Regions from separate parts of the Mus musculus genome. Here all the other regions are linked to region 2. A link is a contact called in public ChIA-PET, HiChIP or PLAC-seq and promoter capture Hi-C data. All regions are on one chromosome and are shown on one strand. Each heading gives the region's core, a stretch centred on a gene start, on an enhancer-like site or on the middle of the called end of the contact. The rest is flanking DNA. Distances are from core to core; before and after follow the strand shown.

Region 1 (4,072 bases), core at 659-3,158, 670 kb after region 2:
ACACTCATTGTGGTGTTAAGGAGTCCTTTCTCTCTCCCTGCCCCAGGGTAGCCATCTGAATGCTGTATCTCTCCAGCCTGAGAAGGTGCAGAGAGGGAAACACTGACCAGAACAAAGCCAATTAGAGAACGTCTTTGAGCAGTGATCATAGTGCCGAGAAACAAGACTATATTCTTCCTCTTCTGGAGTCAGAGGAGTCTAGGTACAAGGATGAGGTGAAGTTGGAAGTGGTAGAGACTCTTAGCCACCATAACAGAGAGCCTGCCTGGGGAGCCAACCTGGAGAGATAGGACAGGCTAGTTAGGGCGAGAGAGGGAAGGAGTGGAGAGAGAGAAGAGGGGAAGAGGAAAAGAGGGAGAGGAGGCAGAAAGAGTGGAACGGAGGGAGGGCTGGAGGGTGGGTTGGAGGGAGGGAAGGAGGGAGGGAAGGAGGTGTAGAGAGAGGGGGGAGGAAGGGAGGGAGGGAGGGATGGAGGAAGGGAGGTGTAGAGGGAGGGAGGGAAGGGAAGAGGGAGGGAAAGGGGATTTCCACGGTTGGTCTCTGAACCAAAGCTGGATTAACCAATGTATTACTTTCTTTCTTTGAACCCTTGCAGTTGGGTTTCTGTCAGATGAAACCAAAAGAGTTTGATAATACGGTAGTCACCTTTAACTGGAAAATCCCTCCCTGTCTTCAGCACAGGGGAAATTTCTTTATTGTGTGATGAGTCCTCTTCAAAGGCTTCGGTTTCCCAGCCAGTACTCAGTCAGTTGGGCGCTGGATTTCTGAGATTTACTTCATCTTTTTTTTTTTTTTTTTTTTTTTTGTCTTCCCCCTTTCAGGAGACCACGTCAACATTTAATGTGTGTTCTGAGCTACCCCGTCGACTTGACTGATCCTTCCTTCCCTTCCAGGTCTTTTATGATGCTTTTCATTTTAGCCAACAAAAATTTAATTTCTAAAAAAAAAAAACTCTCTCAATTTTTTTTTTTCTTTTCTTTTTCTCAAGACAGGGTTTCTCTGTGTAGCCCTGGCTGTCTGAAACTCTGTAGACCTGGCTGGCCTGGAACTCAGAGATCAACCTGCCTCTGACTTTTGAGTGCTGGGATTCAAGGTGTGTGTCAATAGTCCCAGTTTTCTAAAAACCTTTTATCACCTTCTTGTTCCTTTTGCCTGCCATTCTGAGCTGCTTTTGTTTTTATGGCGATAAAACCCTTTCTTCATTCATTTTCGGGGGCTGGTTATTTATTTATTTATTTATTTATTTATTTATTTATTTATTTATTTAATCAATTGGTCTATAAACTCTCCCAAATCTTTAAATTCATCTAAACTTCATATTTATAGATAATAATAGAGTAATAGATCTAGCCAGGCATGGTGGCACATGCCTAAAGTCATAGCACTTGGGAAGCTGATAGGGGAGGATTGCAAGTGTGTGTGTGTGTGTGTGTGTGTGTGTGTGTGTGTGTAATGGAGATACAGAACCAGGGATTCATACAGCGTTACAGTTAGAGTGACTACTAACAAAAGCAAACATTAAGGGCTGGTGAGAGGGCTCAGTGGTTAAGAGTATTTGCTGTTGTTCTCTCCAAGGCTCGGATTTGATTCCCAGCCCCCAACACCAGAGCCTCACAGTCAGTCGCCCTTAACCAGGACATCTATTGCCCTATTCCTGCCTCAGTGGACACCTGCAGACAAGCAATGAATGTGCACGTGCTCAGGCACGCATACACGTAAAATTAAAGTCGCTAATTAATTAAAAAAAAAAGAACAATAGTAGTAATATAACAATAATAATGATGTTGGTATTTAAGGACATGTTAAAATTTCTAATAAGTAATAAAATTATGGTAAGTATATGAAATTGCTTTTTTAAGAAAAGGAAGTGAAAGCAACTTACTAAGAGGAAGTGTGAGGGGGATTTAGGTTTCTGAATTATGAAATGAGGGTCAAAGTTGCAGCGACTGAGCACTGTGTAAGGAGCCAAGACAATGCAACTGTCCCTGAGGAGACACAGAGATGTGTGGGAATGACTTCCAGTCCTGGGGCATCTCTGGGTCTGGCTACCATTGCATAGCCATTCCAAGTAGTGTGTGGGAAACTCGTCTATCAGCCAGCAGGACCTATGGTTTGGAAAACCACACTCCTGGGTATCAGCTGCATCTGAGACATGTGCATGACAAAAATGTATACTGCAGGACAGACCGAGTCCCGTTTCTCTGTGGTATCCTCCATTTTCTCCCTGATGCTGTCAGGGATGCTGGGAAGGGCCACACTACAGAAATGCAAGTTGTTCTCATGTGTATGCATGTGGGGTGTTTTGTTTTGTTTTGTTGGCTTTGGCTTTGGCTCTGGCTCCAGCTATTTACAATTTAACTCCCAGTGTATTTGCTGGAACCTGGGAAGGAGGGTCACATCATTCTTACCTGACAGGCGTAAGAACGTGGAGATCCTCAATGAACCAGAAAAGCAACGCAAGCTTAAGTTGTTGTCAGTTCAGCGGAGAGAGCCCTTAATTTGGCAGCCGAGAAAATGAAGCCATCAGCCCCACCTCTACCCCCTCCACCATGGCTACTCAGAAACCTCCAGTCTCTGTGCTCTTGGGTCTCGGTGGTCTCTTTGTGCTTCTGTTATTCAGCAGTCTGCAGACGGCCAGACGAGGGCTGCAGTGCTGGGGGAAGAATGAGAGGGAGAGAGCTCTGAAGAAGAAAGAATGACATAAATAATTCAGTGATTGCTGACCATGGGCCATTACATTTCCCATGATCTGTTTTACTGTAGCTGTTATGCCGTGTTAGTCACTGCCAATTCAATTGCAAACCAGGCGTTTCACTGGGCCTAAAGGAGCTGCCCATTGCTCCCAAGATCCAAGACCATGACAGCTTTGGCCTTGAGCTTGCTTAGGCCTCATCTTAAAAGATGGCCAAATGGATTCATACCACAGTGTGGGGGTGGGGGTGGGGGCAGCAGGCTTCTCCTAGCTCCTGTTTGTTCCTGAGCCACTTAGAGTGGGGGGGGGGGGGACAGTCACCTTGCCCTCACCTAGAGACCCTGCTGCTATCTCTAGTGCTCAGAAAACACACAGCTTTCTGGGAGGGGGACCATTTAAAGGGCTCACGTGTTCTATGTAAACAGTAATAATAACTACCAGGATTGTGTATGCTCTGTGGGTGTGAGTGCATATGTATCGTTTGCAGACGGACATATATGTATGTGTAGGACAGAGGGAAACCTTGAGTGTCATTCCCCATGAACACTACCCGCCTGTTATTTGAGGCAGGATCTCTTCCTGGTCTCGCCTGCCCCTAATAGGTTATTTATTTGCCAGTGCAAGTCTGTTGCCCTCTTTGTCCTCAGTGTCGTTGCTTATTGTGGGGTGGAAAGAAGGGGTCTGGCTACTGTGTCACTGAGCAGGTCATGTGCCAATGTGTCCCTCAGCACTGTTGTGGGGCTCTGGGGACTCATGAACTGATGGTTAAAGCAAGAGACTTAGTCTCTTGCGTCACCATGGGGACTGACCCGGTTGTTGTCTTTGATATCACAGGGGCGGGCCTCAGAGGCTGCAGAGGCTGCAGAGGCTGCAGAGGCTGCAGAGGCTGCAGAGGATTCTCCTTTAAGCTGCCTCCAAGCTGGCTTCCCTTCTCTGGCTTTGTTAGTTCTTAAATTCCCTTTTGTAAGCTAGGATGATGGACCCTCCTGGAGTGAGTGAGGGTTCCTGGGGATGCCACTTAGTCCATGCTGTGGCTGTGCATAGCTGGGGACCCACCCCATCGTGTGTGCTTGGAAGTTACTGAGTATCCCCCCTCCCTCTCCCCCTCACACACAACATACCGTGAGGGGGCTAGGCTCTATTTCTGGAAATATATCCAGAATATATAGTTTTATTGTTTGAGAGCCAGCTACCAGAAACTTCTGGGCTATGTGGAATTGAGCTGGTTGTGAGTCTTAGTTGAAGAGAAGCTTCGACGTCTCCTTCCAGCCTCTCTTGGTGTCTGTTTCTTGGACCTTAACATAAGCTAAGTTTTGCCAGGGGTGGTGGAATTTAATTGAATGTGGGGATGAGAGCAGTGAGTTATAAGGTAGGGACCCA
Region 2 (3,981 bases), core at 586-3,085:
TCCATGCCTGTTCTTTGGTTTGAAGCACCCATTCTACTCTCCCTGGACCTCTGCTGACATTATCGAATTCTCAGTAGCATGAGGGTGTGCCCATGGGCTCTCTGTTGTAGCCTGCAAATCTATTTGCATTGCCAGTGACACCTAGGGCTAGGTGCGGTAGTGTAAGCCTCTAATTCCAGCACTCAGCAGGCTCAGACAAGGATTTACCACAAATTCAAGGCCAGCCTGGACGTCTTTCAGACCAGCTTGAAATGTATAGTAAGAGTATGTTTCAGCTGGGCGGTGGTGGCGCACACCTTTAATCCCAGCACTTAGGAGGCAGAGGCAGGTGGATTTCTGAGTTCAAGGCCAGCCTGGTCTACATAGTGAATTCCAGGACAGCCAGGGCTACACAGAGAAACCCTGTCTCGGAAAGAAAAAAAAAAAAAAAAAAAAAAAAAGAGCATGTCTCAAAGTAAGCTTAAGGGGGTCTGAGATGTAGCTGAGTGGCTGGAGTGCTTAGTGTGTACCCGCCCTGGAGTTAATCCCTAGCCCAGCATGACCTGGATACTTAAAATCAATCCCAGGCAGGGGAGGAAGATCCAACATTCCAGGTAATCTTCAACCACATAGCAAGTTCAAGGCCAGCTGAGGTACATGACACCCTGTCAGGGTGTGTGTGTGTGTGTGTGTTTAGACTGAAGGCCATGTCAAATTCCACTGAGATCATGAACAGAATTTTGATTGGAACTATATTACTTGGAGAAAATTCTCCGTTTTAGGCTCTTATCTGTGAAAACTATATTGCTCTACTTAGGTTCCTTTTGCTGTTTCATAGCTTCTTTGTGGTCCTGAGATTAGAATTTTATTAACTTTAAAGAAACCACTTAATCTAGTATGCACTACATTCTAGTTGCAAGTTTCTAGCACCAAGGTCACCTCTACACAAGCTGACCACACACGAGCTGTACCCTAACCTGAGGGGTGTTTTTATTTAATTGTGTATATGAGCACTTGGGGTTTCTATTGCTGTGACAAAGTACCATGCACTAAAAGAGAGGCAAAGGAAAACGTTTGTTTATTGATACTTGCTTTTGATGTCTGCGCATCAAAGTTACTCTCCTGGTTTTCTAGGGGTTCTATATAATTAGTTGCCGAATTTTATCACGTGGTCTCCTACTTCTGTGGGTTTTTTCCTCACCATACCTCGCGTGACACTTTAAAGAGTGTTTACTTTTATGTGTACTTGAGCGTGTCTGCTGACCTCTGTCAGGATCAGAGCCCCTGTTACTGGATTTCCTGGCACTTTTCGGGGTGCGGGAGCCAAACCTGAGAGCTGCAAGATGGCTTAACTTCCGCCCCTCTGTGCTTTTTCAATGTAATGAATTAAACATTAACCACGATATATTGCATTTGATATGCAACTCCGGGTCCCGGGTGGTATTTATCAACCTCATCACAGACACAGTTACTACGGCGCGCACGCCCGGGGTGAGGGTGGGTTGGGAAGTCCACCACGTGATCCGCAAGGCTTGAGGCGGAGAGCGACTTTTCAGTGTACCCAAGCCGTGGGAACGCGCCTGTCAGTTTAAGCAGTACGTCTCCCCCGATAGCTCTCTCCCTTTAGCCTGTTAATCTCTACTGTTGAGCACTTGTAATATTCGCAAGCCCCAAAGGCCAATCGCACCGGAAGTCGAACGCGCAAATCCGGAACTGCGTTCTGCAGACGCGCCTCCTCTCGGTTTTGGCCCTGCCCCTTCCGTCTCGAGTCGGGCATCGATTGGTCGGCGCGGTCCCATAAGAAGCTGCGCGCAGGCGTATATGATCTTTTCCTCAGCTGCCGCCAAGGTGCTCGGTCCTTCCGAGGAAGCTAAGGCCGCGTTGGGGTGAGGCCCTCACTTCATCCGGCGACTAGCACCGTGCCGGCAGTCTACAGCATGGCTTCCGTCTCCGAGCTCGCTTGCATCTACTCCGCCCTCATCCTGCACGACGACGAGGTGACGGTCACGGTAAGTGCGGGATAACCCCGGGCCGGCCACGTGTTTGTGCGGCGGACACCCGGCTCCGCCCGGACTTCGCATTCTCAGGCATTCGGTGACTTGGAGGCCTGTGAGGCGTATGCGCTCTGTCCTCCCCGCGCGGCCCAACCCGAGACAGGTGAATGGCGGTCCCGAGCGCGCATGTTAGGCCTACTGTTTAGAGTGGGCTGTTTTTATCTAAGTTTTAGGCCTCGAACTCAGGTCGTCAGGCCTGCGGGACAATCCCACAGCCCGCTGAGCCTTCAAACCTGGCCTTGTCTTTTTTAAGGTTGACTTTAGCCCAAGTACGAAACTTAACTCTGTATAAGTGACTGAGTTTTAGCCGCATTCTGATCGTTCTGACGGGTTGGCGTTTGTGTTCCAGGAGGATAAGATCAATGCCCTCATTAAAGCAGCTGGTGTCAGCGTCGAACCTTTCTGGCCTGGCTTGTTTGCCAAGGTAAGTTTTGGGGTTACACTTGGTAATGTACGATTTCCACCACCAGCCTTGATTTTTGTATCTTAGTTTGTACTTATTGATGTGGCTTTTATGTCAGGCCTTCACGGTCCATGGCTTGAGAATGAGTTTTGTTGCCTCTTAAGTTTGGGCATTTGAAGCAGTGAGATTCATGCAAAGTGGATAGCTACATTCTATTTATACAAACAGCTTTATTTCTGGCAAGTGGGGTCAATCAACTGGTGGCAGTTGTATATTGATTCCCTGTAGTCCTGAACATTGCTTTGGTCTCATGGGTGAAAAGAGCTTAATTGAATCATTAAATCTTGCAGCACAAAACTAAAAGCCTTTTCTATGTCTCTGTTGTAGGCTCTGGCCAATGTCAACATTGGGAGCCTCATCTGCAATGTAGGGGCTGGTGGGCCCGCTCCAGCAGCTGGAGCTGCGCCTGCTGGTGGTGCTGCTCCATCCACTGCCGCCGCCCCAGCTGAGGAGAAGAAAGTGGAGGCAAAGAAGGAAGAGTCCGAGGAGTCTGAAGATGACATGGGCTTCGGTCTTTTTGACTAAACTGCTTTTGTTAAGTTGGCTAATAAAGAGCTGAACCTGTAGGTGGACTGGTCTCACTTGTAAGCCACAAAGCTCTTGGAGTTTCAGAGATGGTAGCAGGTCCCAAAAAAATGTCAGGGAAGGAGGGTCTTGACCAAAGCCACCATGAGTTATATAAATAAGACCTGGGTCAAAAGAACTAGACGATCTGGGTAGAGAATGGGTGGGTCTGTCTCCAGGAAGCCCCTTCAAGCAACTGTTCAGAGAGCCTGTTTAGTGCCAGACAGACAGGCTGAGAGCTAACTCTTACTGTCAAGAATAACAAAATAACCTCTGGGTCTCCCGATGTTCATGTGTGAAGAACTTGACAGTTGTTGAGGATCTCAGAAGCATCTAGAAGGGCCAGAGAACCTACCAGTCCACTGGTGTAAAACCAGCAGCCTAAAGGATTCAGTCACGCAGCAAGGCTTGGTGTGTAACTACAACTTCATGTAGAAAGTTTAGGACTTGGGGCTGACAGTGCCAGGTACCCCATTGCCTCTGCCTTAGTGAAGAAGCTAGGGAGTGGGTTCAAAGCCAGCCTGAACTACAAAACATAAGTTTTATTATGTATGGTTTTGGTTGTATTGAAATTAACTGAGCTGGTGGTAGTGCACGCCTTTCATTTCCCAGCACTTGGGAGGCAGAGGCAGGTGGATTTCTGAGTTTGAGGCCAGCCTGGTCTACAAAGTGAGTCCCAGGGCTACACAGACAAAACTGATATGGCCCAGTGATAGTATTGTGAACCTGGGCTTATAATCTTGTAACCTGCCACCCACGTGTAGGATAATGGACACAGCATGCCTGGCCATAGGCTGTTATTTAGCTCAAATAGTTCTGGGCCTCCAGGTTCTGCTCAATTTGACGTCTACACTTCTGACATGGAATGCTAAGGATTGTATTGCCCAATGAAAATGGATGTTCTGGTCCTTGAGGCTCACC
Region 3 (4,326 bases), core at 1,661-4,160, 990 kb after region 2:
ACCATGTCTCTCTGTGTGCCACCATAGTCCCTGCCATGACTAAAATGAGCTAATCCTCTGAAACTGTAGGCCAGCCCTGAGGAAATGCTTTCCTCCATAAGAGTTATTGTGGTCATGTGACTTTTCACAGCAATAGCACACTGACTAGGGCAGGTGCTAGCCATACTTTGGTCTGTCATCAGTTCTCTATCTGGGGTGAATAGATATTTGGTTTTTCATATCTCCCCAGGAACAAGGTCACACAGCACCGCAGCATCGTGCAGAATGGAACATGCTTGAGTAGAAGCAGGAGCTGGAGGCCCTAATCTGTTTATCCTCCAGGCAGCCATATAAACTTGGGAAGTCCCCTCATCCCATCGAGGCTACTTAGTGTCAGGTCACCAGGTAACTCAGCTGCTCATCAAGACACCAGTGTTGCCTCTGCCTTCTTTTTCTCTTGGTCTGTGTGTGTGTGTCACATGCATATGTATGGATGCTCTTGGGGGAAATCTTTCCCAGAAGAGATATAAACAACACCTAAGCCCTCTTTATAAGGTCTCAATGACAACTCGAAGTTCAGTTCCACCAAAGATCACCCTGTAGAAATAATGAATGTATTAGCCTTACTTATAAAGCCCGAGTGAGGAGTTACAGACTGTAGCCCGAGGGACCCTCAAGCACAAGTACTGCAAGGTTTGCACGCAGCAAGAATGAGGACTTCCTCATTGGTGGCCACATAGACAGAGCCTCTGTCTGTTTGCCTTCCCCAGCCTATCTACACTAGCACCTCCCGAGACCCCCACGGTCAAGTGCAATCAAGGCAGTATTGCATGGAAATAACTGGAAGCAGTGACTGGAATCTCAGGGCCAGGTCCAATGTTTCTCTCCCTCCTGTGAAGGTATGTCAACAATCACCAAGCCCAGCTCTTTTGCCTTTTGTAAGGACAGGATCTCTCATTGGCCAGGAACTCACTATGTAGGCTGGTGTTTATAAAACCTTAAGGATCCAGCCACCACTGACCAGATGCTGGGGTTATAAGAGTGTGCCACCATGCCCATGTGGCTTCCAGGGATCAACCTTAGGTCCTCGTGTTTATGAGCCAAGCACTTTTAGCAGCTGAGCCACCCTTGCAGGTCTCTTCACAGTCTGGCTACAGACTTAAGCCCAGGCACTTATCCAGGGCGTTCGCATTTCTCAGTAGAAGATTGGGGTTGTTGAGCTGTGGATGCCCCCACTGGCTCAGGTATTGGGAGCTCGGTGGCCAGAGAATGGTCTTTGAGAACGTGGCTGAACCCGGAGGGCTCTAACTTCATTAACAGCTTCTATCTTTTTATAAACGTGTCTTTATTTTGTTTTATATGTTAAGTGTGTGTTGGCATGTATGTCTGTGTACCACATTCACGCAGTGACCACAGAGGTCAGAAGAGGGTGTTAGAGCTCCTAGAACTAGCGTTACAGATGGTTGTGAGCTACCATGTGGGTGCTGGGGAACAAACTTGGGTTTGTTTGTGCTTTTAACTGCAAGAGCAGCCAGTGCTTTTAATTGGCTTGATGTAGTCATGATATAATGCTATTATTGGGAGGCAGCAAACTGTGGGGCGGTGGGGTAGACAGAGGGAAGAGGCCTATGGGGCATGTCAGGAAAAGACGTATCTTATCTTCTTCGTTCTTTCTCTGCTTCCTGGCTTCCAAGAGGCAATCAGCTCCACTCTATTGATTTTCTCTCCTTCCCTCTCCTTCCTTCCTCTTTCCTCCCCTTCCTTTCCTTCTTTCTTCTCTTTCCCTTTCTACTCCCTCTTTGTTTAGTGGGTGCTAGGATCAAACTCAGGGCTACACACATGCTAGGCACGTGTTCCCCTATTAAACGACCCCAGCACCGATTTCCTAGATTTTAGCATATTACCTTTCTTTCTTCTGCCTTCAACCACCTCTTGTGTAGATGCCTCCAGTGACACACACACACACACACACACACACACACACACACACACACACAGAGTGGCCTTGCTGTGATGCTGCTGGCAGGCTGGAGGGGAGCTAGGAGGAGCACAAGAAACCTACATGGCCCAGTGAACACCAAGTGAGAGCCCTCATGGCTTAGCTCGGATCCAGTGTCATCAGAGACCAGAGACGGGCCTGAGCATGGTCAGAGCAAGAGTGCGTCCTGACAGATGTCTGCTGCCCAGGGAGACTCATACATTAGCCACTGTCTCCTCAGACTTAGGCAGGCCTCTCACCATTTCTTCATATTAATAATGAAAACAGAAAAGCCCTCAACGAATGTGCAGTGAAATGAATCTGCAATTAATTTTAAATAAGCTTCGAATCCCACTGTGGTGCCCTCCCTTGGTATTTTTATGGGACATGGTTTCAGTAGATACGCACACCATAAAGATCCTGAAACTCGCGATAGACAAAATCCTCTTAGGCATGCTAAAGGGTAATTTGGTTTTTCTCAAAGCTACATTTATTTTTTCAAAAAAAAAAGTTACAGGATAGAAATAAGCCAGCTTTTAAGGAAATATTAACTGCTAACCTATAAACTGTTCCAAAAAGCAATCTTCCTACTAAAAAATCTAGCATATGGTTTTCGGAGCTTAACCTCCTTTTGTATTTTCATTTTTTATATGTCTCTTTTAAGCCAAGAACTCTAAATTTTTATCAAAGGAGGCTTAGGGCGGCCTTCTCTCATGGGTCTGATATTGACAAAACCCTAAGGCCTCAGGTTATGTGTGTGTGTGTGTGTGTGTGTGTGTGTGTGGTGTAGTTGCATGTGGGTGATTGTGTGTGGTTTTGTGTGTATGTGTATGATTGTGTGGTTGCATGTATATGTGTGATTGGGTGGTTGTGTGTGTGTCTGTATCTGTCTGTCTGTCTGTCCTGGTTCTAGTTCTAGCTGACTGCAGGTCTCCAGCCAGCCTGAGAGCTCCCATGCTCTCAGGAGGAGCTGCTGTTCAAATCCACAGCAGACCTTTCTCTCTCCCACCTCTGGGACACTTTCCAGTCCTGACTATGTTTCCCAGCCCTGCCTCCCTCTGTCTACCTCCCGCCCCGTTCCTCCCGCTCTGATCCCAGGCCAGAAATTGGCTCCAATAATAACAAAGAGGCCCAGAAGATGAAAAGCTGAAATCCTTTCCTTTCCAGCCGAAACCAGGTGTGATGCTGGCGGGGAGAGGTTCCAAGCCTGGCGGAGCCAGATGAAGGCATGTGAAAGCCATAACCCGAAAATGAGCCCCACGTGGGGCCAGATGCCCGTGCCTTTCACTTATTCTGCTATAAATGAGTTTCCTGGGGCAAAATAATTTCTTCCTTCAAAGAAAACTATAGTCAGATGCCAAAGAAGAGAAGGGGGGGTTGGGGAGAGGAGGGAGAGAATGGATCCAGTGGAGGAACCTAGTGGTCTAGCTTCCAGGGCTTCACAGAGCTCAGACAGGCCCATTAAGGAATGCTCTGACTTACAGGCTGGTGGTCTGTTATCTGCAATGGTGGGAGAGGTCAAGAAGCATCGCACAGCCTGTTGGCTGGTGGCAAGTTTCTCAGTAGGGACACAAGAATGGCGTGCCGGCTTGTTGAGGAGCAAGAACACAAGGTCCAGAAGGCTAAACTTCCTAAGTGTCTGGGGACTGGCATGCTTCCAGGAGGTGTATCTTGTCAGGTAAGGCCAGAGGTTGGGGTGCAAACCTCATGCAGAATTCCAAGGCTGCCCCCGTCACCCGGCTTCTTAGTTTTTGGAAGTGCTCATATACAGAGTCTTGGGAAGTAGCCTCTTCCTCCATGGCTGGACACCCTGACCCTACTGTTACCATCACAGGGTCAGAATGGGAGTTTCTTGTGCCCCACCACTGAAAGAAAACCATTGAGAGTGAACTTTAAGGTTGAGGCAGAGCTGGTGGGCAGGATGCCAGACTAGAAATGTATACTGTTGTAGCCAAAAATAGGGATAGCTCAGTCAGGTAGGCAAAGGTCTACCTGCAGACTTTCATGCTTTCCCAGACTGGAGCCGCCATCTTGGACCTGCAGCCTCAGCATCAGGATCACTCCTTGTGTGGGGGATCAGCTCTGAGGCCTTGCTGCAGTGAGGGTCCTGTCTAACGGGGAGATAGGGAATTGGAACATGGGAAAGGAAGCAACCCCAAAGAGGATAACTTGGGAGCAGATGTGGATCCCCAGTTCCACCTTCATTGTTTGTAGTCTTCCTCACTTGCCCCCTAGGGGCTAGCAAGCTAGAGAGTTCACCCACCTTTCCACAGCTCTGCTGTATTCCCTGCTCTCTCTAGCAGTGCATCCCTCAGAAGGCTCTAGAGAGTCCACTACAGTCCCCAGCGAGTCCAGTCAGGAATGAGATT
Region 4 (4,361 bases), core at 1,210-3,709, 900 kb before region 2:
GTTTGTTTGGCTAAGGCTTCCAGGTCCGTCAGTGATGGAAAGTAAAGCAAGATCTCAGGAAAGGAACTTGGAGGCAAGACCTGACTCTAGACCATGAAGGAATAGTACTGACTGGCTTGCTACCCAGGCTCACTAAGCTTGCTTTTTTTTTTTTTTTTTTTTTTTCTTTTTTCTTTTTTTTCGAGACAGGGTTTCTCTGTATATAGCTCTGGCTGTCCTGGAACTCACTTTGTAGACCAGGCTGGCCTCGAACTCGGAAATCCCCCTGCCTCTGCCTCCCGAGTGCTGGGATTAAAGGTGTGCACCACCACGCCCGGCTTTCAGCTTGCTTTTTTATACCATCCAGGACCACCTGCCCAGGGTTGGTACTGTCCCCAATGGGCTGAGCCCCCATCCCCATCAATAATCAAGAACATGCCTTACACACTTCCCTACAGACAATCTGAGGGAGGTGTTTTATTTCTGCTGACATTCTGCCTTGCCAGATGACTCTAGCTTCTGTCAAGTTGACAGGAAACAAACAAACAAAAACAGAAGACAACAACAAAACAGCCTCCAAGCCTCCCAAAACAAAAACAAAACAAAAAACCACTCCCCTTCAAAACCTTCACAACTAGCCAGCACAGCCTAAAAAACACTTGATTTTCTTACAACCTGAAGTCCCAGCGCAAAAACAGGCCAGCTTTCCCTTCTACTAGTTATGTCAGCAGAAGTTAGGGATTTAAGAGATGGTTCAGTGGTTGCTTTTCCAGAGGATACAGGTTCAATTCTCTTCCACTACATGCTGGCCCACAACCAATCTTTAGTAGGACCTGATAATTTCTTTTGAAGGCACAGTGGCATTCATGCAGACACAGAACCCGAATACATAAAATACAGAAATAAATATTAAAAAGGAAATCTTATCTTCAGTTCTTATTTCCAAGACTGTTTTTTTTAATAGTGTAAGCCCCCTCCCCCCGACATTTGCATAGGGATCTGAAAATAGGTAACTGTTTTAGGAGATAATCTGAGAAGTGGTTTATCCTCCACTTAATCCCAGCCTCTCCTAACTGGCCTTTGAACTTCTAAACTCTTGCTTCCTGGGCTATGTTCTGCACACATTAGGGAGCATGCATGTGATCTTAAAAAAAAAAAAAAAAGCGCCATCTTGTCACTTTTCTATTTAAAACTCCCTAAATGCAATCCCAGAGTAAACCAAACCGTTTGCATAGGTCACTGGGCCACATGACTTGCATCCTGCTGACTTAATCCTTTAGAACTCTTCCTACAGTCAGCAGCCACACTGCTTCTGTTCTGAGCTCACCATCTGTCTTCTGCTCAGGATCTTTGAACTATTTCCATTGTCCAGCCTCTGTTTCAGGCACCTGTTACAGAGGACTTCTCTGACCACCCAGGCGAAGTCTCCTAGTCCACACCCATAGCCCTTGTTTCATAGTAATGACATGAATCCAACAACTCTACATCATTTATTTGTCTGCTTTCTCCACACAACCACACAAGCCCCAGGAGAGAAAGGCCTAGCCTAGATGAAGAAATCTCTGATGCTAACCAAAGCCTTGTACGTGAATGGCTTATAGCATTCTTTGGATAAATGCTCTTTTCAAATCCTAACAATTCTGTGACGTGTAAGTGAGACAGCGGAGGTTCTGCAGGGTCAGGACTAGAGACTGGTTCCATCTGGCTATGACTGCTGCCTCTTAGCTCTTTATCTTACACACTTAATCCCCTTTCCTGGGAGGTCTGGTGAGGCTTTCAGTTGCTTTTCAGTGAAGCGGCTCTCGCCCTCCCAAATTTCGGAGGCTCATAATAGCCCTTATTCAAAAATGGATCTTTTGGGTGCTCTTTCCCCTTTTCCTGTGGCCCCCACCTCGCGCCCCCGCGCGTGAATCACTGGCAGACAGTATCCCACAGTAATAATCATAAAACTGGATGTGCTTTCTAGCCCGTAGATTCAGTAGCCTTCTCTCCGCCCCCAGCCTTGACTAAGCATCCTAGGGTCCTGTGGGGGCGAGATGGCTACTTGCGTCAAGGGCACTAGGGACTTTCAAACCCGCATCAGAGCTCAGCTAACTGCGCACAGCGGAACCTTTCTTTAGGATAGCCTCGTTTGCCCGCCGGTCGGTTTAGGAAGCAATACCTACTTAAGCGTCCCTCCCACTCCTGCCTTCCCTCCCTCCCTTCGGCTCCGTCTGCGGCGGCTGCTTTCCTCCCGCCCTAAGTTCCGGTGCTGGTGCTGCCGGCGCGGTCCGCGAACACCCACGCGCGGCTCACGGGAGCCCCGCTCGCCAGCGGACCCTTTCGATCGCCGGTGGGCGAGTGCCCGCGGTTTTCCTGCGGCGAGGAGCTAAGTGGAGGCCGTTCCAGACCCTCCGGCCCGGCGCGGGCAGGCGTGCACATCGCTCGCTATCCAGGGCGTGCGCGGGCCTCTCGAGACCCCAGCGGCGACCCGTAGCTCGGGCGCGCGCCTGTCGCAGCCCGCAGGAAGGAGGCGGCCTGAGACCCGGGGCGGCGGCCGCCATGGAGATCCCCTCGGCCCAGGGCCGGTGCCTGGGGCCTCGGGGGCGGCCCTGACCGTCCTTCTCCCCGCCCGGGCCGGGTCCCACTTGTGCCTCCGGCGGTGCTCGGCCACCTCTGCGTCTCCGCCCTCCCTGGGTCGCGCTGCTGCCTGGACACGGCGGCGGCGCCCTGTTGAATGGGCTGTGAGGGCCCGGGTCTGAAGTGCTGGTGGACGCGGCCTCCGGGGGCGCAAGGCAGCAGCAGCGGTGGCGACCAAACGGGTGTTGGAGTTGGCGGCGGCCATGGAGGGCCTGGCTGGCTATGTGTACAAGGCGGCCAGCGAGGGCAAGGTGCTCACTCTGGCTGCCTTGCTCCTTAACCGGTCAGAGAGCGATATCCGCTACCTGCTGGGCTATGTCAGTCAGCAGGGAGGACAGCGCTCCACACCCCTCATCATCGCAGCCCGCAATGGGCACGCCAAGGTGGTGCGCTTGCTGTTAGAACACTACCGTGTGCAGACCCAGCAGACCGGCACCGTCCGCTTCGACGGGTAGGTACATCCCAACTCCATCCTCCCTCCGACGCGCGCGGGCCTCCCAAGCCCTGGATCCTCTCATCCTTCATTAACCCTGTTTTCATGTGTGGACTCAGTTCTTTTTCATATCCCTTCACCCCCATTGATGCCCACCTCGTCTCCCAGAGCTATGCTTTGCTGCCTTTTCTTATCGACTCCTACCCTTTTCCCCCTGTAGGTGGTAGCCACACCCTGGGTCTTGAGATCTATAGTCTTCATTAGTCAGCGAACACGCACTGTCGGAGTGGTGGCTGCCCATCTAGGTTTTTGTATCTTTATATCAGCACTGGCGTAGTAACCTAGATCGGAAATTAACGAGATCAACAATTAAAATTGAGGACCTTTTGATGCTTCATTTAACCTCTCCATATCCCTTCTCCTCCCGCTCCCCCCCTCCCGTGGTCGGATCGAGCCTCAAGCAGGTCGTGGGACTATCTGTTAAAATAAGCCCCTAGAATCTTGTCATGCAGCTGGGCATCTCTAGGCACGGTTCTGACTCTCCCACAATGCTGGCCAATATTTTTGGCTGTACAGGTGGCTCTGGGCCTGGCGTAGAAGTTACGCCATTGCTAAATTACATGTATAGGGTGATACAGTGGGAAGGTTTCACAAACACTTAACATTGTTCAAAAATTTACTATTTACTATTATTCTAATATTTTTTTTCATTTGAGGTTAATTGTACATATTTTTGGGGGGCGGAGGAAGATAACAGAGTCGTCACGTTTGATACCTTTTTTTTTTTTCCTGTGCTGAACGATTGCGGAATGATTGGCATAATATAGCTGTATTCAGTTTGCTTTGTTTACATTGGTTTTTGTTGACCTGTAAATGAATAAGCTATTACTAGTTTAGCATTTTCTTTTGCAGTAGGTGGAATCTACGTATAGAAATGCAATTTAGTTTTGGTTAGTAAAAACTGCCTGACCAAAAAAGCCTGTTTGGAAGCATTCTTATATTCTCTAGCCCCTCCCTCCCTCCCTCCCTCCCTCCCTTCTTCTTTGCTACTTCTGGTCTCCAAAACCAGGTCTTGCTGCATAGCCCAGGCTGACCTGGAATCCCCCAACCTCTTGCTTTAGCTTCCATTATAGGTGTGGGCTTTAAAGCATCTTTTTTTTTTTTTTTTTTTTTTAAAGATGAATGTTAAATTTTGTTTGTTTTTTTTTTTTTTTTTTTTCCTCCTTAAACCATAAAAGCTTTTGAGTCAGTTTTAAATGAGAGGGAAATGATTTGGACTGTTGTATTCTAATGAAATGCCAGCCCCTGGGTCATAGCTTATATTTGGTTC
Region 5 (4,348 bases), core at 1,134-3,633, 650 kb after region 2:
TTGGTGTTTTGCCTGCGTGTATGTCTGGGTGAGGGTGTTGGGTTGCCTGGAACTTGAGTTACAGACAATTGTGAGCTGCCATGTAGGTGCTGGAAACTGACCTTGGGTCGGCTGGAAGAGCAGCAACCTGTGGACCTCACTGCTGATTTCTAGGGCCTCTGTGGATGTGTGTGCTTCTTCCCTCGAAATATGCTCTTCTCTGTCTCCCAGTAAAAAGTCAATCAGCCAAATTCCTTCAAGTGGTTTTTCTTTCTTTTTTCTTTTTTTTTAATTCTAAATTGTCTGATCTTCTTTCCCCCTCCTTCAGCTTAAGTTTATTGCAAATTCCTTTTGAAATAAATCATAGTTGCCTACTGTCACAACATGAAGACCACTTGACAGGCATCTATCCTGAGATACCAATTCAATGCCTGTCAGCCAGCTGGCTCCAGGGCTGGGGAGGGAGGGAAAGAGTCCAGCAGCCAACTCAGAGTCCCAGGGCCCCTCATCAGCTCCCAGAATCTGGCATGGTGGTCCCTTTCCCTTCATGCCCAGCAGCAGGGGAAGAGACACAAGCTGTAACAGGGCGCTTCAAAACTCCCACTCCCTTAAAACAAAAATATTCGAACAGCCTGAATTCTTGTCATCTTCCTTCTGGGAGACTGGCATTTCCCAAGTAGCAATCGCCAGATGACAAATTATTGCAGGGAATGATCAATATATTGTTCATACAGTTGGCATTTGGGAGAGCAGACTGCCAACCCAAGAGATGATCTTGGAAGAACTTGTGGGTGGAGTCTATCAATGAGTCAATAAGTAAATATTTCTCAAGTGCGTCCTGGGGTAAAAGGGAGCTGTGTGCAGCGTTGAAGGCTGGCAGTGCAGACCTGGGCTTGTTCTGACCTATGCTTGTGTGGTCTGACCTCAGAAAATTGCTACAGGCAAATTTCTTTCTTCCCTTTTATTTATTTGTCTCTTGTTTGCTTATTTGGATTTGTTCTTTTGGTTTTTTTGAGACAGGGTCTTTCTATGAAGTCTTGGCTGGCCTTGAACTCTCTATGTAGATCAGGCTGGACTTGAACTAACAGAGATCTGCCTGCCTCTGCCTCCTGAGGGCTAGGGTTAAGGTGTGTGCCACCACTGCCTGGCTTTGGGCAAGTTTCTTGATCGAGGGCATGCACCTTGGTTTTTGCCATCATATGAGAGGTCTAGGCTCTTCACCAGGACCAAGTATAATAATGCACATGGCTATTCTCTTGCTTGTGAAAAGGGTTCTCCCCCACCCCCACCCCAAACCACAGCAGTCCTCTAGGGAACCAATACTCCTGACTGTAGTCAGCCAATCCTAAGAGCCCAGTGTGACTGTGAATGGCAAGGAGGGGCCTGGAGTCTGATAACTCAGCATGGACAGACTTGTACTGGGGATTTGGTTTTAGAACAGGCCTCCTTTGGGTCTCTCTCAGATTATCACATCATTAAAGAAGAATCTAAACCAGTTTTTGCGCAGAGCACATGTGCTGGGTGGTCCTGACATCTCCTGGGCTCTGCCCAAACCATACCCTCCTGGGAAAGCAGCAGAAACTGCCTTTGTGCTTCTTTCCCACAGACAGCAGCTGTGAGCTTTTCCCATGTGGAACAGAGTGGCCACCGGATGGATGTTCAGCTGACATTGTCTCCTGTTTGAAGATCACTTAGGGCAGTCTCAGCAGGTAGCCCCCCGCCCCAGCCACCCATCATGTGGACCTTTGGACTTTCCCTAAACCCATTCAGGTGTAACCTGTCCTGAGTGACTACAGTCCCAGGCAGATATCTTCTACTCCTCACCCCTCCCCCACCCCAAGCCAAGTCAGATGGGGGGAGATGAGTCAGAGACCACCTAGGCTAGCATTCAATGGGGCCATTCACCTGCCAATACCTCTTGAAAAGGTGAAATGGGTCTGTGTGGGATGCTGACTTGGGTGGCCTTAAAGTACTTCATCTGTTGAGCCTTGCTGTGAAGTTGCCTTACTGAAGATTGCTGGGGTGCTGGTCAGTGGAGGACAGGCAGGTCTGAAATGCAGGTTGTTTCATGGGCATGACCCAAGGATGAGAGTTAGACTCAGCCAGCAGTTAAAACAGAAGTCACAGTCACAGGGGAAGGGGCTGAGAATGTAGCTTAGTGGTGGGGGAGGGGGAAGGGGAGGGAATGGTGAAGAATTGCAGAGGAGAGCATAAGATATGCAGAGAAGACGTGGACACCAAAGATCACAGGACTGAGAAAGAAGGCAGGCCCAGGGCCAGGGAAGGAGAAGAGGAGGCCTGTAGGGACTTCTTTGATGGTAGACAATGGATGCTCTTTAGTGTTTGCTCTCAGGGGATTCTAGATGAAGAGCCAAATATGCAAATATATGTAAAAGCGGAGGTGGGTGGGGCAGAGCAGGAAGGGTTTCAAAGGCCTGTTTTGGTAGGTGGTGGGAGAGGTGTGGTAGACATTGGACTCCCAAAGAGCTGAGCAGACTTCTTGTGGAGCCTGCTCAGGGCTCTCTGGCCCTGCCCTGCCATCCATGTTTCCTAACTAGGAGGCATCTACCGTTATTGCTCCTTCCAAGAGGTCCTCTGTCTTCTGTTTGCTAAAGCGGAGCCCTCCTGCCGACTCAGCAGGAGATGGCCCAGCCATCTGAGCTGTGATCCCAGCCCATTGCCTCAGCACAGCCCAGTTTCCTAACGGCCTTGGGTTATTGTGACTTGGATTCTGGTGATTGTCTTGCTATAGGCAAGAGGAAGCCAGTGTTGGGGGTCAGACAGGTCTGAGGTGGAGCACCAGCTTGACCCCATGTGACCTGACTCCCACTTCCACCCCATCTTGGTTCCCCTTATTGCTGCTTCAAGGATTGAATTAGGTTTTATTTTAGACTATAAAGTCTACAGACAATAAATGAATTGTCTGTAGGGCAGCAGAAAATATCACGATGACCTTGTCCTATGACCCAGATTTAATAAACATTCATGCTTGGCTCCGTGTACCCGGACTGCTGCTCTCTGCCCTCCTGCATCCCTGCCAGATGGGTTCATGTTCTCAACTTCCTTCACCCCCACCCAGCCTTTCTCCTTAGAGACAGAGACTGGGTTGAAGCAGGCATGAACGGCTCCTCTCCCCTCTGCCTGGACAGCTCAGGGTCTAATGAAGCTCCCCTCAGTAGGATCCCTTTCGAGGTTGTTGACACCGGGCTTTCCATGGAAAGTGTCCAGCCTGGGCTTCTTTCTTGTCCCCTGTCCCTGACAATGGAAACATTTCTCCCTGGGGGCTCATATCTCTTCCCCACTCTATTGAGACCCAACCCTTCACAGACAGTTGGTTGAATGATTTTTTTTTCCTGATGGCTCTATTCTAGGACCCTCTCCCCTAGGCTGTTTACAATTAGTAGATGAGTCTCTCAGATTCTAGGGCCTGCAGGCAGCAACCCCACAATAGATACCATCAACACCTTTCAGGCCTTCCCAGGTGACTGACATCTACTGGGTTTATTTCTCCTCTTGGCATGGGGGGTCTTATTATGCTGGAGCCCCCAGATGTCTACATACAGAAGGTGACCTGCAAAACCATAAAAGCTGTAAAACCAAACCAAACCTGTAACACAAAGCAAAGCTGGAGCTTCACACACTCAAAACCTTGGCTCTCACGGTCATGAGCTGAGCCCTGACCTGAGAGCTGTTAGGCCTAGTTGGAGGTTAAACCAGGGCACCTGGGCTGTGACAGTTTGAAGTGGCCTTTCTTTTCTCTCTGTTCTTGTGAGAGTTGGGCATATCCTAATCTGTCAAATCTTTCTCTGATTACTCACTTTGTTGGCCTCTCAACTGGACAACACTTTCAAATAAGGTGCTTCCTTCTATAAACTAACTTTATCTTCATTGATTGGGATTAAAGGTGATCACCAAGGGTATATCAGTATTCTAGCCAGAGGGATCAAAGGTGTGTGCTAAGGCATGACTGGCCTAGAGTCACTGTCAAGAGAAGCCATCATGGTCCTGGGGAATATCTGACAGCTTTCCTGAATGCTGTTCAGGCAGGACCAGCCTCCTTTTTGAGGTAGGGGAAGAGAGGCTCAGGGCAGCACTGGGCCAGAGAGCAGAGAGGGAGTAGTTTTCCTGATCAGTTATCCTGCCAAGTTGCTTCTTGTCCTCCCAGGTATCCACCTTGAGTCATAGGGAGAGTCACCAAGGACCCTACCAACTGTGACACTGTGGGAAGCCCCCTTTGCTCTCTGTACAGGCAGAAAGATGAACCCTGCTGTCATAGTTTGCCTCTCCATTGTTGTGATAACCACATAACCTAAAGGAACCTGGGGACAGAAGGGTTTGCTTGGCTCATAGGTCACAGCGAATCTGTCAG
Region 6 (4,279 bases), core at 1,678-4,177, 710 kb after region 2:
GGAGAGGAGCAGAGTGTTGGATTAAAGAGTGGACTGTCATGGGAAACTCCAAGGGCAGATTTTGATGCCTCAGTCTTGACTGTTCTACACAACCCTCTTTGAGCATACACACACACACACACACACACACACACGCACACGCACACGCACACGCGCACGCGCACGCACACGCACACACACACGCACACACACACACATACACACACGCGCGCGCACACACACACACACACACACACACACCTGAAATACCTTTTTACCCAAGCCCCATGCTTGTCCCCCAGGTGCTGAGTCTTGAGGATTTTCTTTGTGTATCTCTGGGCTCACAGATCATCTTTCAGCTCCCACCCCCCAGTGTTGCTTGTGAGTCTGGAGCACCATGGGGGGGGGGGGGCGCAGGGATGATTGAACCTTTGGGGGAGCTGTAGGGGAAGGGAGCCAGAGAGGTTTGTGTGCGAGCTCTCAGGGGAGGGAGGAGGAGCAGAAAGAGGAGAGGGAGGAGAAGGAGGGAATTGAGAAGAGGAGGAGATACCAGGACTCATAAAGAGGCCCTGATACATTGAGGGTGGGGGTAGGGCATGTCCAGGGTTACACAAACACTCCCATGCATTCAGATAATATAGACACATATACAGGGGATACACAAACTCTCTCACCGACACACAGATATTATTAAACACATATAGTAATGAACAAGGACACACCCCCCACAGGTCTGTAGGCATCTGTAACCCTAGCCCTCCCTTTTGCTTATAGCTTCACATCTCAACCTGGGTGTAATTTATTGATTCTTCAGTATTGAAAAATTTATTTCTGCATTTTTAAACCACAATTCTTTGCTCAGGATATCCTAATCCTTAATATCAGATGAATCACAGTGGCATGAGATGGCTGGGTGATTTTCCTTCTTATTCATTATAATCAATACGTCATTTGTAAGGTCTTTAATAGAGATAAATGAAACACAGCTTTTACTTCATTATAGAATGGCCATTCTTGCCCCTTGAAAACAAGCTTCGTCCTTCAGTGCATAGATGCTGCTGGAACAGGAAGCTCCTTTCTGAATCAGTGGTACCTTTGCCTTGTGACTGAGGTGAGGGATTCTCCCAGGAGCCTGGTTAAATTCTGCAGCCCCAGGACACAAACTCCCATCACCCTAGAGCTCCTGCTCCATCCAGCTAATGGAACAACACGGTCCATGTAGCCCCTCCCACAGGGATGCATTCGTCTCCCTGGAGACACATAGCTCTCAATTTGCCCTAGGCACACCAGCATACAGAGATCTGCAAATGTGTGAACCCACAAGGACATATATGCTGAGATATGTACTTTTATATACATATACTCAAAGGTTCCTAAACCCACATGCATGCCCCCTCTGTGTGTCTGTCTATCTGCGTAAGATGCTAGAGTTATAGAGTTTAAAATTTTATTGAGGGATGGGGCACAATTGTCTGGGGCTGTGTATTTTTTTTAAACTTTGGCTTCTCAGGTTTAATTAAACAATCTATTCTGCTTTTTGTTCCCCTCCTGCCCCTGTGGCTCTAGGCTTTATTTCCTAGACGACCAGCAGGTAAGATGCCTGGCACCTGGGAGGACATCAGCAAACACAGTGGCTGCCTTCATTTGCCATAAGAAAGGAACCGCTAGGTGCCTCAGAGTGAAAGCAAGTGATGGAGTTCATAGATCAGGTTTAGAAGTCAAAGCCAAGAGCTGGAGAGCTGGCTTAGTGGCTCAGAGCCTATACTGCTGTTGCAAAGGACATGAATTCAGTTCCTAGCACCCACATCTGGCAGCTCACAACTGCCTGTAATTTCAGCCCCAGGGCATCTGACACCTTCTGGATTTTTATAGGGCATATGCATCATGTACATAGATTCATTTACATGTAATTTAAAACTAGAGGAAGAGAGACAGACAGGCAGACAGACACACATAGAGAGACAGAGACAAAGAGACAGACACACACACACACACACACACACACACACACACACACACACACAGAGAGAGAGAGAGAGAGAGAGAGAGAGAGAGAGAGAGATGTTAAAGCCAGCAGGGGGTTAACACTGTTGTGTTTTCTGGGAAGTCCAGTGTGTGCATCTTTAAGGCCAAGAGCAAGTCTGCAGCAGAGGACTCAGCAGCCTCTTGAGACTGCCTCCTGGAAAACAAGCCTTGTGGGACAGAACCGTTAACAGAAAAGCAACCCAGAGGAGATGCATGACAAGGGCTTTGCGGTCCTATGCCATGAGTCACATCAGGGAGCTCAGCTTCTCTCTGACCCTCAAAAGCTGCTCTAGCCAGGACCTCTGGAGACTCACACATGAAAGACACCTCACCCTTTTCTGGTGCCCTTCTAATGAACAGACCAGCAATAAAAACCCAGAGAAGACCTGGACCAACATCAGTCCCTCCCCTGCACAGCTGGTAGCCATTGGTGTCAGGGATAGCTCTGGAGCAGAGGCTGTGTGATCTGAGCCGCTAGCTCAGCCTGACTTGCCTTCCTCCCTAGAGAGGCCTGTCATACACCACGGGCATGCATGAAGCTCCTGGGGGGTTCTCAGAGCAATCTCCAATTCGAGACAAGGAAGTCTTTGAAGATGGCCCTTATCTGAGATTTGCTGATCAGATCAAAAGGAGACCACTTGCTCAAAGATGGGGAAAGTGGTTTACAGTGCCTAGAACATTCGTGTTTACAGAGCCTTTTAGGAAAAGTGTTTATTTCTACGCTCCTACCACCCGTGTGAAGAACGCACTGGGCCTTTTAATCTCAGCTCTGTAGAGAAATCAATGAGGCCCCGAAGGAGGGATGTTTTCTTTGCTTCAAAGTCACAGAGCCAGCATATGGAGCTCAACTCAAGCCCAGCCTGGGGCTGTGCTTTCTTGACCCAGAACATTCCGAAGGAGTTCAGACTCCAGAGGAAGGCTTTATAAATCCTCTCTGGGTGGTATGATGAGACAGAGCCCCCTCAGCCAGAGTGTGGCCCCAGCCTCTACCCACATGTGCTTTGGAATCAGCCCAGCTTATTCAAACCCTAAGTAAGGTCGCCGTGGGAAAGTAAAAGGCCAAGAGGAGTGGCAGAGTCAGCAAGGACCTTCCACAGTCACACGGTGGAGGGGAAGATGCAGGAGGCTTGCATAGATGTGGAGAATCAACCAGAGGAAGAGACCCTGTCATGAGAGAGAGAGAGAGAGAGAGAGAGAGAGAGAGAGAGAGAGAGAGAGGAAGAGAGAGAGAGAGAGGAAGAGAGAGAGAAAGAGAGAGAGAGAGAGAGAGAGAGAGAGAGAGAGAGAGAGAGAGGATTTGAGTCTCATTGCTTGGAAGTGTCCATGACCCCAGCCTGACCTGGGCAGTCTCTGGGATAAGGCAGAGCTCCACTCTCCTTAGGAAGGGTAATGCAGCCACTTCATTATTGGCTTAATATATCCTTTGATGGGTTGGACCTGCTGGGCTGGCCTGGAGTATTAGCTGGGTTAATTGGCCCTTCAAATGAACAACCAGTTTAATCAAGGAGGTAATGCCTTCAGCTATTCAATTATGCCTACCTCTGGACATGCGGCTTCCGTCCCTGCCCCAGCTCCCTGGGAGCAGGGTAAGGGAGAGTGAAATTGGCCAGCGTGTGTGCACACTGGAGTGCCTGTACACAGTCATTGCTCATAGGAGGTGTATGCTAAGAGCAAGCTGGGGACCCAGAGCTGAGACTGTCACACAGCATCCGACCTTGACTGTTGGCTGGGTGGCCTTATCAGTCAGCTGTGACCAGCTCTGCTCTGGAGAGTTTGCAAATACTCATTTGCAAATGAGGTGTGTGTGTGTGTGTGTGTGTGTGTGTGTGTGTGTGTGTGTGTGTGTGTGTTTGAAAGAGAGAGGAGGAGGAGGGAGGCAGGAAGGGAGGGAGGAGAGAGAGAGAAGAGAGACAGAGACAGAAAGACAAAGAGACTTGAAATCTCTGTGGTGTTAAATGGAACTATTTAAGCCAAAGTCACCCTATATTCACATACATGCTCATGCATACATGCACACACACACACACACACACACACACACACACACACACACACACACACACAAATTAAAATAAACCTTTAAAAAAGAAGCAACAACAAAAGACTAGCTGACGGTGTTATGATCCTTCTTCAGGACATTAGGCTGCCATGCTAGGCCCAGCATCTAGTTCTGTGACACATTATTAAGTAAAGAGGAAGGCTGGCAAGCATCAGGATGCACAGATGGGAAATTACCGTTACCTGGACCCTTGTGAATTTTGCTGGACAAAGGTTA
Region 7 (3,785 bases), core at 1,010-3,509, 960 kb after region 2:
AGACAGGAGGACTGCCAGACATTGAGGGCTAGCTTAGGCTACTTACTAAGTTCCAGATATGTCAGAGGTACAAAACAAGACTCCATCTTAAACAAAACAAAACACAAAGTCTGGGAATGTAGCTTAGTATACATGACTTGCTTATCCACGTGCAAGGCCCTAGTACAGCACACACACACACACACACACACACACACACACCTGAATAATGGTAATGTGACCTTTCCAATTATGGACACATGTCAGATGGAGTTCTCAAATATGAAATTTCTACCCCAAACATTATAATTGAATTCCCATTGAAGCCATGGTCATCTCCGATCCACTGACATTACGCTCAATATTTTTTTATACCTTGCTGCTCAGAAGCCACTCATTTTGCCATGTCTATAAATTAATTTTTGAGGGTGTCAATCAACTTTCTTTACTCCAGATTTCATTATTTAAATTTTAGGCAAATAACATTGTTTCAATGTGCTTGTCTTTGTAGGCTTGTCTCATCTGGTACTCACCTTCTATCTATGGGAGAAGTCTAAATGTTTCCATTAAAATAAGATTACATGCACTAGAGTCTGAGACAGATGAAAAGGGATCCATTGAATGAGATGGTGGCACAGTGATGTGACGGTAGTCATCCACTAGTAGCCACATGACCTGCCATCCAAACTCAACTTGCTAAGTTCTAAGGGAAATCAGAGCCATGGGGGTGTCTACACCCAGGAACAGGATGCTAACATTTCCTCCTGGAAGAGCAGTGCACATGGACCTAACATGGAATCCCTTAATGCCGAGGCCACAGAGAATGCATGCAGGGGCATCTTGAGACACAAACAAGGGATCAGTATTTTGAGATAACATGTGTGCAGCAAATTTAAAATGCTTCCTGAGGGTCCCAGGTCTGTGTCCTAGTTGGTAGAATGCTTGTCTAGCATTCTCAATGCCCCGAGTTTGAGTCTCAGCACAGCCTGAACTGTGTGTGGAGTAAGCCTGTAATCCCAGAGGGAAGAGGTAGACAGGAAGACCAGAGTTCAAGGTCATCATCATCTACAAAGAAAGTGCAGGATAGCTTGGGCTGGCTTTTTATAATGTGTACTTCCTAGACTCTGGACTACAAGCAGGCCAAGTGCTTCCAGAAGCTGAATACAAACCAATGAGCATCTCAGTGGCATTGCCAAGTTATCATCCTCCACTATTTTTCAAGAAATGGGCCCCGACTTTAAAATAGTAAGTGAACAATAGAAACCAGAACACCATAGGGTCTACTCAGCTCTGTATTTCATCCCACCCCCCAAACATCCATGATACCCAACACTCGGAATCTGCAACTGCTCCTTCACCATGTATTCTGATTTTCTTTTCCTTGCTGTGAGAAAACACTGACCACAGGCAACTCAGGAGAAGAAAAGATCGATTTGGCTTATAGTTCCAGGTGACAGCCATCATTAAAGGGACGCAGGGGAGGAACTGACGTAGGAACTTGAAGCAGAAACCACGGAGGAACATTGCCTTCAGGCTTACTCATCAGCTCATGCTCAGCTAGATCCTTACATGGTCCGAGACCACCTGCATAGAGAATGGTGCCACCCACAGTGGGCGGGGCTTCCTACACTAATTAACAATAAAGACACCCCTCCCCTCCAGGCATGTGCTGCTGGCCAATCTGATCTGAGCAATGCCTCAGCTGAAATGCCCTCTTGGGTGGCTCTAGGTTGTGTCCAGTTAAAGTGAGCGAGGGCACACTGCAAAGGGACCTTGGCAAATGTGATGACGTTAAGGACACTCCCCCCCCACACACACACAAGTAATCACAAGTCCCTATAGAGGGGTACAGGGGTCAGCAGAGGGGGATTTGATTACATAGAGAAGATAGACCAAGTGAACCCAGAGCTAAGAACTGCAGCCATGGGAAGCTGGAAGAGCCAGGGTAGCCAATGCTCCCCAAGAGCCTCGTAAGGAAGCACCCAGTAGACACCTTAGAAAACTCAGCCCACACTTCTAGACTCAGGACTATGAGATACCAAGTTTCAGGTGCCTTGGAGTTCATCTTGCAGCCACCACAGGAAACTAACACAGCTACCGATGTGGGCAGAGGTCAAGAGATCCGCACAAGCTGTGGGGGCAGTGCCAAGTGCCCTGGAAAGCTTCGGGGCTTTGAGCTGAGGCCTCCTAAATGCAAACAGCTTGGGAACTATGGATGCGGCCTGACCGTGTGGAATGTATTAAAGACACAGAGGCCAGAGACAGGGAACTCTGCCAAGCACTTCTCGAAGCAGCTCAGGCGTGCAGGAGTAAGAGCCAGGCCCTCGGGATTAGCAGTGGAAAGGGGAGAAAGGACCCGCACAAAAGAAATTTCAAAGGCAAAATTGATGGGGCTTAGTGAAAGACTGAAGCCAGCAGATGAGGGGGAGATTCCTTCCAGCTGTGAGAACAGCACTGGCAGCAGGGAGGAAACTGGGTGATGCACAGGCATTTGTAAGTGTTTTTAACAATACCCGGAACATCTAGCCCAACTCAGAGCCGTGGTTTGCACTGCTCCAAGAGTCTAGGAGATAGCCAGTGGATGGCCATTTTGCAAAGCTGTAGGAAAAGCACCGTTGCCAGGGCTCCCGCTGATAAATAATGAAAGAATTTTCTCCAATCCAACCTCCTGATCTCTCCTTGCCTAAGGGCTGCAGAAACCTAGATTTTTAATGTGGGATTAGGAGGGAATCGGGTAGAGAGAAGCACGGCATTGGAAAGGCAAAGGAAAGGAGAAGACGCTTGCTGGGATTAAATATGCCACTGACATTGCTATTGCGTTGGCATCTTGCTGGGCCACTGGCCAGTACCCACCAACACCTGGACCTGAGGGTTTGCCTGCAGAGCCCACTGTTCTCTCTTGGTGGTATCTCCTTTCCCTGAGGTCCTGGAGAAGCAACATTTTAGTCAACATCACAAGTGCCCTTGGTATGGTGGGAGAATACAAGGCAAGGAGTCGGAAGGCTGACACAGAACTGGATTCTAAAAGAGCATTTGATCTGGGCTACCCTAAAGCAAGAGCTGTGTACAGTAAGGGGCAGGGCTCCAGAAAAGACTGCCATCATCCAGCAGGCATAGCCCTGGGGTCTAGGAGATGGTGAATATCAAACCCTCTAATTGGAAGGTGTCAGAGCTCAGAGTTCAGCCTGGCTTGGTAACTGGGAAAGAAAAGAGAGAAGGGCCTACACCTGCCATGCACTACTTATGGTTCATCTCCTGTGTGCAGGCACCTGTTAGAGGCTCAGGATACCCTGCCAATGTGGCAGCCTTGGTCCCTGTCCCCAGGGTGCTTATAAATGTTATCCAAACAGCTTTTGCAAACAGCCTGACAGGAGGTTTGGTGAGGAACTGAAGCTCTGCCTTTTCCAAAGTGACTGTGTTGGCAATTGTGCAAACACACGCTGGACCCGACCATGATCGTGCTCCGATTGAAGCTGTCTCCTCTCCAGAAGTCTCCAACAACCTGCTGCTGCGTGGTGTACACCCATGGCATTCCACTCTCCCAAATACCTCCCTAGAGAAAGTTCCTGGGGCTCTTGGGGGGTGGGGACTGATTTTATTTCAATACTTTCCAAAACTATGACTTTTTCTTCCTGGTCCAAACCCTGTCCATATTGATTGGCTGTTTCAACCACCATTTATTGAGTGTTCAGCAGGTGCCAAGTATGGGCAAAGAGTGCACCCTTGCCTGGCGTGGTTGCTAATCCACAGGGGTGCTCTGTCCCTTACTTAGCCGCCCCTCATAGCCTGGGCTGGTGGGCAGAAAG

Evidence for each region. Promoter capture Hi-C pulls out the DNA fragments that hold promoters and counts their contacts. ChIA-PET counts read pairs in DNA pulled down with a chosen protein or histone mark. HiChIP or PLAC-seq counts read pairs in DNA pulled down with a chosen protein or histone mark.
Region 1: a contact with region 2 is called in a promoter capture Hi-C map of pre-B cells, with 4 times the contacts expected there. The contact joins the enhancer-like site here to the promoter of Rplp1 in region 2. A contact is called at or near these places in 5 of 39 promoter capture datasets (the C10 cell line, embryonic stem cells, frontonasal cranial neural crest and 2 more), 2 of 484 Hi-C or Micro-C datasets (B cells and bone marrow-derived macrophages), 3 of 115 datasets of contacts at active chromatin or transcription factors (embryonic basal ganglia, embryonic limb bud and large pre-B cells) and 1 of 9 other capture datasets (liver).
Region 3: an H3K4me3 HiChIP or PLAC-seq map of embryonic limb bud shows a contact between it and region 2, with 4 times the contacts expected there. The contact joins the enhancer-like site here to the promoter of Rplp1 in region 2. A contact is called at or near these places in 13 of 39 promoter capture datasets (the 3T3-L1 cell line, 3T3-L1-derived adipocytes, the C10 cell line and 9 more), 1 of 15 datasets of contacts at CTCF or cohesin (large pre-B cells), 7 of 484 Hi-C or Micro-C datasets (CD4 T cells, bone marrow-derived macrophages, cortical neurons and 4 more), 20 of 115 datasets of contacts at active chromatin or transcription factors (the SCID.adh cell line, bone marrow-derived macrophages, craniofacial prominence and 15 more) and 2 of 9 other capture datasets (adipose tissue and macrophages).
Region 4: a contact with region 2 is called in an RNA polymerase II ChIA-PET map of memory CD8 T cells, with 14 read pairs. The contact joins the promoter of Fem1b here to the promoter of Rplp1 in region 2. A contact is called at or near these places in 3 of 39 promoter capture datasets (cranial neural crest, erythroid cells and liver), 2 of 115 datasets of contacts at active chromatin or transcription factors (bone marrow-derived macrophages and memory CD8 T cells) and 1 of 9 other capture datasets (adipose tissue).
Region 5: a contact with region 2 is called in an H3K27ac HiChIP or PLAC-seq map of embryonic stem cells, with 3 times the contacts expected there. The contact joins the enhancer-like site here to the promoter of Rplp1 in region 2. A contact is called at or near these places in 3 of 39 promoter capture datasets (liver and stem cell-derived epiblast-like cells), 2 of 484 Hi-C or Micro-C datasets (bone marrow-derived macrophages and epidermal suprabasal cells), 9 of 115 datasets of contacts at active chromatin or transcription factors (embryonic basal ganglia, embryonic forebrain, embryonic limb bud and 4 more) and 2 of 9 other capture datasets (embryonic stem cells and liver).
Region 6: an H3K4me3 HiChIP or PLAC-seq map of the 230-238 cell line shows a contact between it and region 2, with 10 times the contacts expected there. The contact joins the enhancer-like site here to the promoter of Rplp1 in region 2. A contact is called at or near these places in 4 of 39 promoter capture datasets (embryonic stem cells, hippocampal neurons and liver), 6 of 115 datasets of contacts at active chromatin or transcription factors (the 230-238 cell line, acute myeloid leukemia, embryonic basal ganglia and 3 more) and 1 of 9 other capture datasets (liver).
Region 7: an H3K4me3 HiChIP or PLAC-seq map of craniofacial prominence shows a contact between it and region 2, with 6 times the contacts expected there. The contact joins the enhancer-like site here to the promoter of Rplp1 in region 2. A contact is called at or near these places in 10 of 39 promoter capture datasets (the 3T3-L1 cell line, the SN4741 cell line, cranial neural crest and 6 more), 1 of 15 datasets of contacts at CTCF or cohesin (embryonic stem cells), 13 of 484 Hi-C or Micro-C datasets (adipose-derived mesenchymal stem cells, bone marrow-derived macrophages, cardiomyocytes and 9 more), 19 of 115 datasets of contacts at active chromatin or transcription factors (the NIH/3T3 cell line, T-cell acute lymphoblastic leukemia, astrocytes and 12 more) and 2 of 9 other capture datasets (liver and macrophages).

Annotation. Positions count from the first base shown.
Region 1 is chr9:61,240,212-61,244,283 of GRCm38.p6, reverse strand. No RefSeq gene overlaps it. Among named protein-coding and RNA genes, the nearest start is that of Gm51682, 15 kb to the left of the region's middle. Within about 2 kb of position 1,908, at least 38 of the 459 cell types and tissues checked have an H3K27ac peak or open chromatin away from gene starts, as enhancers often do. A contact at or near this core is called in B cells, bone marrow-derived macrophages and pre-B cells, where this site is marked.
Region 2 is chr9:61,912,364-61,916,344 of GRCm38.p6, reverse strand. It overlaps Rplp1 (ribosomal protein, large, P1), which reads left to right and starts at 1,835. Exons shown (of 3, transcript NM_018853.3): 1 at 1,835-1,988; 2 at 2,383-2,457; 3 at 2,824-3,062. The coding sequence starts at 1,917. The coding sequence ends at 3,021.
Region 3 is chr9:60,925,270-60,929,595 of GRCm38.p6, reverse strand. No RefSeq gene overlaps it. Among named protein-coding and RNA genes, the nearest start is that of Gm33643, 59 kb to the right of the region's middle. Within about 2 kb of position 2,910, at least 6 of the 459 cell types and tissues checked have an H3K27ac peak or open chromatin away from gene starts, as enhancers often do. A contact at or near this core is called in embryonic limb bud, where this site is marked.
Region 4 is chr9:62,809,746-62,814,106 of GRCm38.p6, reverse strand. It overlaps Fem1b (fem 1 homolog b), which reads left to right and starts at 2,459. Exons shown (of 2, transcript NM_010193.4): 1 at 2,459-3,049. The coding sequence starts at 2,802.
Region 5 is chr9:61,265,831-61,270,178 of GRCm38.p6, reverse strand. All of the region lies in intron 3 of B930092H01Rik (RIKEN cDNA B930092H01 gene), which reads left to right. Among named protein-coding and RNA genes, the nearest start is that of Gm51682, 11 kb to the right of the region's middle. Within about 2 kb of position 2,383, at least 16 of the 459 cell types and tissues checked have an H3K27ac peak or open chromatin away from gene starts, as enhancers often do. A contact at or near this core is called in embryonic stem cells, where this site is marked.
Region 6 is chr9:61,198,694-61,202,972 of GRCm38.p6, reverse strand. No RefSeq gene overlaps it. Among named protein-coding and RNA genes, the nearest start is that of Gm34105, 5.8 kb to the left of the region's middle. Within about 2 kb of position 2,927, at least 49 of the 459 cell types and tissues checked have an H3K27ac peak or open chromatin away from gene starts, as enhancers often do. A contact at or near this core is called in the 230-238 cell line, where this site is marked.
Region 7 is chr9:60,949,940-60,953,724 of GRCm38.p6, reverse strand. No RefSeq gene overlaps it. Among named protein-coding and RNA genes, the nearest start is that of Gm5122, 65 kb to the left of the region's middle. Within about 2 kb of position 2,259, at least 52 of the 459 cell types and tissues checked have an H3K27ac peak or open chromatin away from gene starts, as enhancers often do. A contact at or near this core is called in astrocytes, craniofacial prominence, liver and 1 more, where this site is marked.